Linked DNA regions of Mus musculus: region 2 is linked to region 1. A link is a contact called in public HiChIP or PLAC-seq data. All regions are on one chromosome and are shown on one strand. The core of a region is the stretch at or near the end of the contact, and the rest is flanking DNA. Distances in the headings are between cores, read along the strand shown. Region 1 has its middle 33 kb from the start of Gm51281. Region 2 overlaps Nt5e (5' nucleotidase, ecto).

What was found. HiChIP or PLAC-seq counts read pairs in DNA pulled down with a chosen protein or histone mark.
Region 2: a contact with region 1 is called in a BATF HiChIP or PLAC-seq map of CD8 T cells, with 10 read pairs. The contact joins two enhancer-like sites. A contact is called at or near these places in 3 of 115 datasets of contacts at active chromatin or transcription factors (CD8 T cells, the HPC-7 cell line and embryonic stem cells) and 2 of 9 other capture datasets (adipose tissue and liver).

Annotation. Positions count from the first base shown.
Region 1 is chr9:88,291,496-88,294,597 of GRCm38.p6, forward strand. No RefSeq gene overlaps it. Among named protein-coding and RNA genes, the nearest start is that of Gm51281, 33 kb to the right of the region's middle. Within about 2 kb of position 1,521, at least 18 of the 459 cell types and tissues checked have an H3K27ac peak or open chromatin away from gene starts, as enhancers often do. A contact at or near this core is called in CD8 T cells, where this site is marked.
Region 2 is chr9:88,356,217-88,359,158 of GRCm38.p6, forward strand. All of the region lies in intron 3 of Nt5e (5' nucleotidase, ecto), which reads left to right. Among named protein-coding and RNA genes, the nearest start is that of Nt5e, 30 kb to the left of the region's middle. Within about 2 kb of position 1,690, at least 41 of the 459 cell types and tissues checked have an H3K27ac peak or open chromatin away from gene starts, as enhancers often do. A contact at or near this core is called in CD8 T cells, where this site is marked.

The DNA.
Region 1 (3,102 bases), core at 271-2,770:
TCTGCCACACTACCAGAAAAGGAAAAATGCCTGCAAAACACAGCCCATCTCCAAATGTGACTCGGGGTACAGCTTAAGGAACAAAGAGTCCACTGTAACCCAAGAAAGCGTTGTGTGGGAGGCACAAAGGTCCTTATGCTCACAGATGAGCACTAGGAGACAGGAATGTTAAACACACAGGTTGTCTCTTCAAAGCGGAGAATCCATAACCTGTTATTTACCCAGAAGGCTGGGAGCAGGCATGGTTAATAGCTTGGTGATCTGTATGGTAGGGACCACACCACATCCTCTCCAAGATCTTTATCATGTGCCTGTCAATCTATAAAACCTATCCTTATGAAAGGTGTCATATGTTCTTCACAGTGAGTGTTAATGTAGTCTCATCTTCAGCTTTATTGTACACACAGGATTGAGATCATTATCACCAGGAAAGCTTTCACCAAACTGTACTGTGCTTACAGATGCCTAAAATAAACTCCTCGGGGGTCAGACTCCTGAAGTTTGAACCAACACTGGCTACTCAGTTGCATTAGCCTGAGCAGCCTCCTGTAGGTCATTGCTCTGCTGGCCATGGCAGTCACAGTGACCCCACAGAGTTGCTGCCCACTACACTGTTTCTTAATGAAAACTCTGAAGGTCACAAAAGTGTGACTTTATCAGAATAAAGGGAAAGAATTTTCAATAATTAATAAGTTCTGTCCTGTTATAGAAACAAAAAAAGCGCATATTAGCCAGGCCTCAGGATAGACCAGGACAGACCACAGAACACACCGCTCTGTGAGTAACAATGTCTCTTGTGTCTGCACAGAGGGTCAATGTTCTCTTCTTTCTCAGCATCTGGGTATAGCAGAACTGCTTCTTTGAGCATCCAAAAGATACAGTGTAAGAATTTTCTCATAGTCAACAACAGGAGACAAAATTCAGGGTTAGATGTGTGATATAAGCCTTCATCCAGGGTGTGCCTGCCCGCAAGATGGGTGTCGTGAAAGCCACTTCTCTCTCTGGGCCTTCACCATCTCATACCCCACTCCTGATGATTATAGATTACTGGAGGAATGAGAATAGAGACCTAGCCAAGTGTGATGGTGCTGCTGTGATCTCAGCACTTGGGAGACTGAGCAGAAGAACCATGAGTTCAGTTCTGGGCCACCCTAGACTGTACACTGTCAAATGAGGGAAGAGAAAGGGAGAGGGAGGGGAAACTAAGAGAAAGGAGAGGGAAGGAATTGTCTAAATACTGGCTTCTGGGATAACTTGTATTGGTGATAACTCACATTTTATTTTTCAGCTACCCCACCCATCCAACATAACACAACTCAAAATCCCAACTTAGTTTATAGGCAACAGTGTCTGTTTTACAAAGGGCAGTTGGAGAATGTGTGGGTATCCTCTTAAATACCCAAAAGAGAAAGAAAAAAACTAAATCTGCTATCAATCTTCTCTTTAACTTCTGATGGCTTAACAGTGACCTCATAGCACCAACACAGAGGAAAACAGGAAGCATTTCAGAAATTACCTCAGAGGCAGTGAAGAGTAAGCATGGGGTAAGGTGGTGGTTAGTACGGACTGGATGAGTGTCCTTCCAAGGCATGTAGTCAGGTTTATCGTCAAATGTGTACAAACCTCTGCTCAGATTCTTCAAGCCCTTATTCCAAACACCTAGTATCAAGGCCAACTCCATGACTCATAAGATCAGAGACAGATGTGCTGGCTCAGAAATACAACCCAACAAGGACCTACTGGTAGGAATCCATGAAAGGCTTTTTAAGAAATCTACTTGGACATTTCAAGGATCCTATGAGCAGAAACAGAAGAAGAGGAGCTAAAGACTACAACCACCAAGAGCAACAGCTTGACTTTATTGGCATCCCTTTCTGTTTAGGGAAGTTGGTCCTTGAGTCTCAGCAGCAATGTTCCTTGCAGGTAGAAATGGCACTGTGAATGCTAAGTAAGAAGATGAAAGTGTCTTTGTATAGAAGAAATACATTACTTGGTATCACATAGGGTGCAGTATCATGAGGCTGATAAGCGTTAGGAACAAATAGACAGTCAGGGTTACAGGCCAAAGGGAAACAAACCATCTATATGCCTGGTGGAACCAGCAGCCAGCTTCCAGAACACCAGAGATTTTCCAAAGTTGTTGATCTTGCCATCTAATGTATTAAAATCCAAATTTTTCTGACTCATCAAGATGTAAACTAATCATCAGCCCTGTTTGGTTGGTTGGTTGGTTGGTTGGTTGGTTGGTTGGTTTTTCCTGATCTTGCCCAGCCTGAAAGACTTTTTGGCAGGCCCTCCCCTTCACTTGACTCATCAGCCAATCAGAATACACCACACACAATCAAATTAACCAGCCAGGTGAATTTCTGTTGGATGCCTAATTTCCATATGAGTGAGATCAAATTTGTCCATTCCCAGGATATCAAAATCCCTGTTGCAAAACTTACCTGGCAATTCACTTTCTGAACTCTTCCCTGCTGCTAGAAGCCAACATTTTTCTTTCCAACAGTGCCTTGGTCCTGTACCCTTTTTCTGTTTTCCTTGCTCAGCATTCTTTGCAATCATGAAGCAAGAAACTCAACTCCAACTCAGAAAATTGGCAACAATGCCATCACATTACTTTCAATTGACATAGGAAAGAGTAATATATGTGTCTATATGAGTTGTGGGGGGACACAGTGAGTGGATCAAGCAATGCTAAGAGAAGATACATTTAGGAAGTCAGTATATAGGTGTAAATTATTCTCCTGGTTTGCTATTTTGTTGTGGTTTTCAATTTTCTTAGAGTTTTGTTTTGTTTTATGTAACAAAGGTATATAACCCAGAAGACTTACTCAAACAGCAGACACTGATGTTTCCTTTGTCCAGAGTTAATTCTCCTATCAAAACCTATTGTACTGGCTGGTTTTGTGTGTCAACTTGATACAGGCTAGAGTTATCACAGAGAAAAGTGCTTCAGTGAAAGGAAATGCCTCCATGAGATCCAGCTGTGGGGCATTTTTTCAGTTGGTGATCAAGGTGGGGAGGGCCTATTGTGGATGGTGCCATCCCTGGGCTGGTAGTCTTGGGTTCTATAAGAGAGCAAGCTGAGCAAGCCAGGGG
Region 2 (2,942 bases), core at 440-2,939, 65 kb after region 1:
TTTGGAAAGTTTCATCATCATCATCATTTTCATAGAACTTCTTAGAATTTTTAAATGCTGAATATATATTACATTTGGAATCAGGAAGTGAGATACAGTACAAATTATAGAAAGAAAAGAAACACGATATTGAGTCAAAGTCCTCATTCCTAACTCACTTGAATGACCTTGAACAGGCAAGTCACCTGACCCTCTGGGCACTTTGGCTTTCTAATAAGAAGTCTGTCACCGTTTTGAAGATTAAGAGTCTGGGAACAGTTGACTTCACTGGTTTGGCCTTGGGTGAATGTCCCCCTGGCTCTTCATCATATCACAACATGGGAGAGAATCAGGAAGGGACATGTACAGGGAGCCCAGGTGTGTGTGGTGGCCCTCCTGTTACAACCACTCCCTCACATAGAACTAACTGTGGTCTCAAAAGAACTACTCTCCTCTGAGGGTGCTAGCTCCAGTGACCTTGTCACCTCACATTAGACACTCCTTGAAGGTTTCACCGTCCCTCAGTGTCACCACAGTGAGGACTAATAAGCTGCTAACACATGAACACACACTAGACAAACCACATCCAAGACACAACAGTTTCAGGTGAGTCTTCATACTTGCCTGGTCTTATTACAATTCTACAGCAATCCTGTGGATATGACCTATTCAAACTCTGGGGGCTTTGTAGCTCTTCCCCAAGGGAGTTTTAGAAGGCTACAACACACAGCAGAAACCAGTTGATGCTCCTGCCACTTCACCCTTTATGTTGGCTTGAGCCACAGTTAGCATGACATTTTACAAGAGGATCTAACAGGTATACGTGTACAGACTTGTGCACTCTCAGAGATATGTATAAAGTAAACCGAAAATCCCCAAAGCACCCAGACTATCCTGCTTGTATTGTTGTTGTTCTTCAGTTTCTTTTCTTGTTATTTTGTTTCTTTTTACCTTGAGACAGGATCTTATATTGTTTGTTTCATTTTTATGGAGACAGAGTCTCACTTTGCTTTGTAGTCCTGGCTGACAACGTTATATGTTGACTTAACCTTGACTGTAAGGTCCCCCTTCTACTGGTATGACAGGAAGCACTAATGTCACAAGAATACCATCACACACACACACACACACACACACACACACACAGAGCCACCCCTTACTCCAGATGATGCAATCACCCCCCCCTTTGTCACTTTGATGTTTCTTTACCATCTGTGCCACTTTGTGGCATCATTTGGGCACCCACAGTCTGCTGCACCGTGTGGCTACTGATTACGGCACCCTGCTAGCCCAAGAAGCTGGAGGGAATGGTGATTATCCTTTTGCTCTTACAACTATTGCCCCAGCCAGCAAGTCCTGCAACATGAGAGATCTGAGGGTGAGCTGTAGCTTGCTCATCTCCTGAATCCAGTCTCTTAAACGCTGACCCGAGTCTAAGTCATTTGTTTCACATTTCATAATAGATTACCAAGATTAAACTTGCTCCCATGAAAATGTGTTTTGGCTCTCTTTTGAGGACTAAATATAGCAATTAAAGGACATGATATGAAATGAGACCTACTCATGTATTTAAACAAATTTTTGCCAGCCTTAAAAAAAAAATTTTTTTTCAGACAGGCTGACAAGAAAACTCAGCAGATAAAGGTACTTGCTGTACTAGCCTAGAGACCTGAGTCTGAACCCATATAAGGGCAGAAGGAGAGAAACTAAAGCCCAAAAGTTAGTTGTCCTCTGACCTCATGTGTACCACAGCATATCCTCATATTTATTCTGTCTCTCTCTCTCTCACTTACTCACTCTCTCTCTCTCTCTCACTTACTCACTCTCTCTTTCTCTCTCACATACACACACAAACACACACACACCACACACACTGAAAAAAACTTAAGCAATCTTTTACTAAACCATTTTATGAAATTACCAAGAAGCAACAAGAGAGAGAGAGAGAGAGAGAGAGAGAGAGAGAGAGAGAGAGAGAGAGAGAGAGAAGAAAGGAAAGGAAAGGAAGAAAAGAGAAGAGAAGAGAAGAGAAGAGAAGAAAAGAAAAGAAAAGAAAAGAAAAGAAAAGAAAAGAAAAGAAAAGAAAAGAAATTACCAAGAAGCTAAATTAAGTCTGTTAAACATTACATAGTAAATGTAGTAAAAAGAACACAGCTTGTGGAAGCATACATCCTTTTGTGTTTTAAGTCCAGATCTTATTGTCTGATCTGGAATTTACTCTGTAGCCCAGGCTAGACTCAAATCATGGCAGTCTTTCTATGTAAGCCTCTGTAGAGCTGGGAATAGTGGCATGAGCCATCATGCTCAGCTAGAAATTTAAAGTTTAAGAAATGTCTCAGCATGTGACATGCACACAGCCCAAAGGAAAACGTCCCTGAAGCACCTGAATAGCACCTGATAGACTCTGGTCTTTTATTTAGTCTTTTGTGTGTATTACTGCCCACTAAATTAGTTCCCTTCTTGTCTTGTTTGTTGTTTATTTGTAACCCACATTCTAAAAACCTCCAAGTTAAGTGTAGCATAACTACTAGTGCATGATACCCCACCAGTGGAGGAACTCTGTCCAGGTTCTTTCCACTAACCCTGGCATGGCTGGATGTCACACTCAAAGAGCAGAAGCCTTCCCAGTCAGGCTTGCAAAGTGTAAGAGCTGCAGGAAGGAGGCCCAAGAGGCAAATGCTGCCTCTGAAGGAGTTACACCCCAGAGTCACAAAAAATGGTCTATGATAAAAAGTAGGAAAGTAGTTCAAGTCGGAGCCTGCAGCAGGCATGACAAGGGACTGCCCTGTCTGCCTGTCAATAGCTGGACTGGACATTTGGTTCTTCTCTTGGATAAGAGCGGATATCAGTTTCTAATCTGCAGTTCAGTAAAGGGCTCAGTCCTGGGAATGTGTGACCTCTTCCTTTCTGACATACTGCTTCCTAGAAAGACAAACATGCATGGAAATTAACTAGTTACTCTT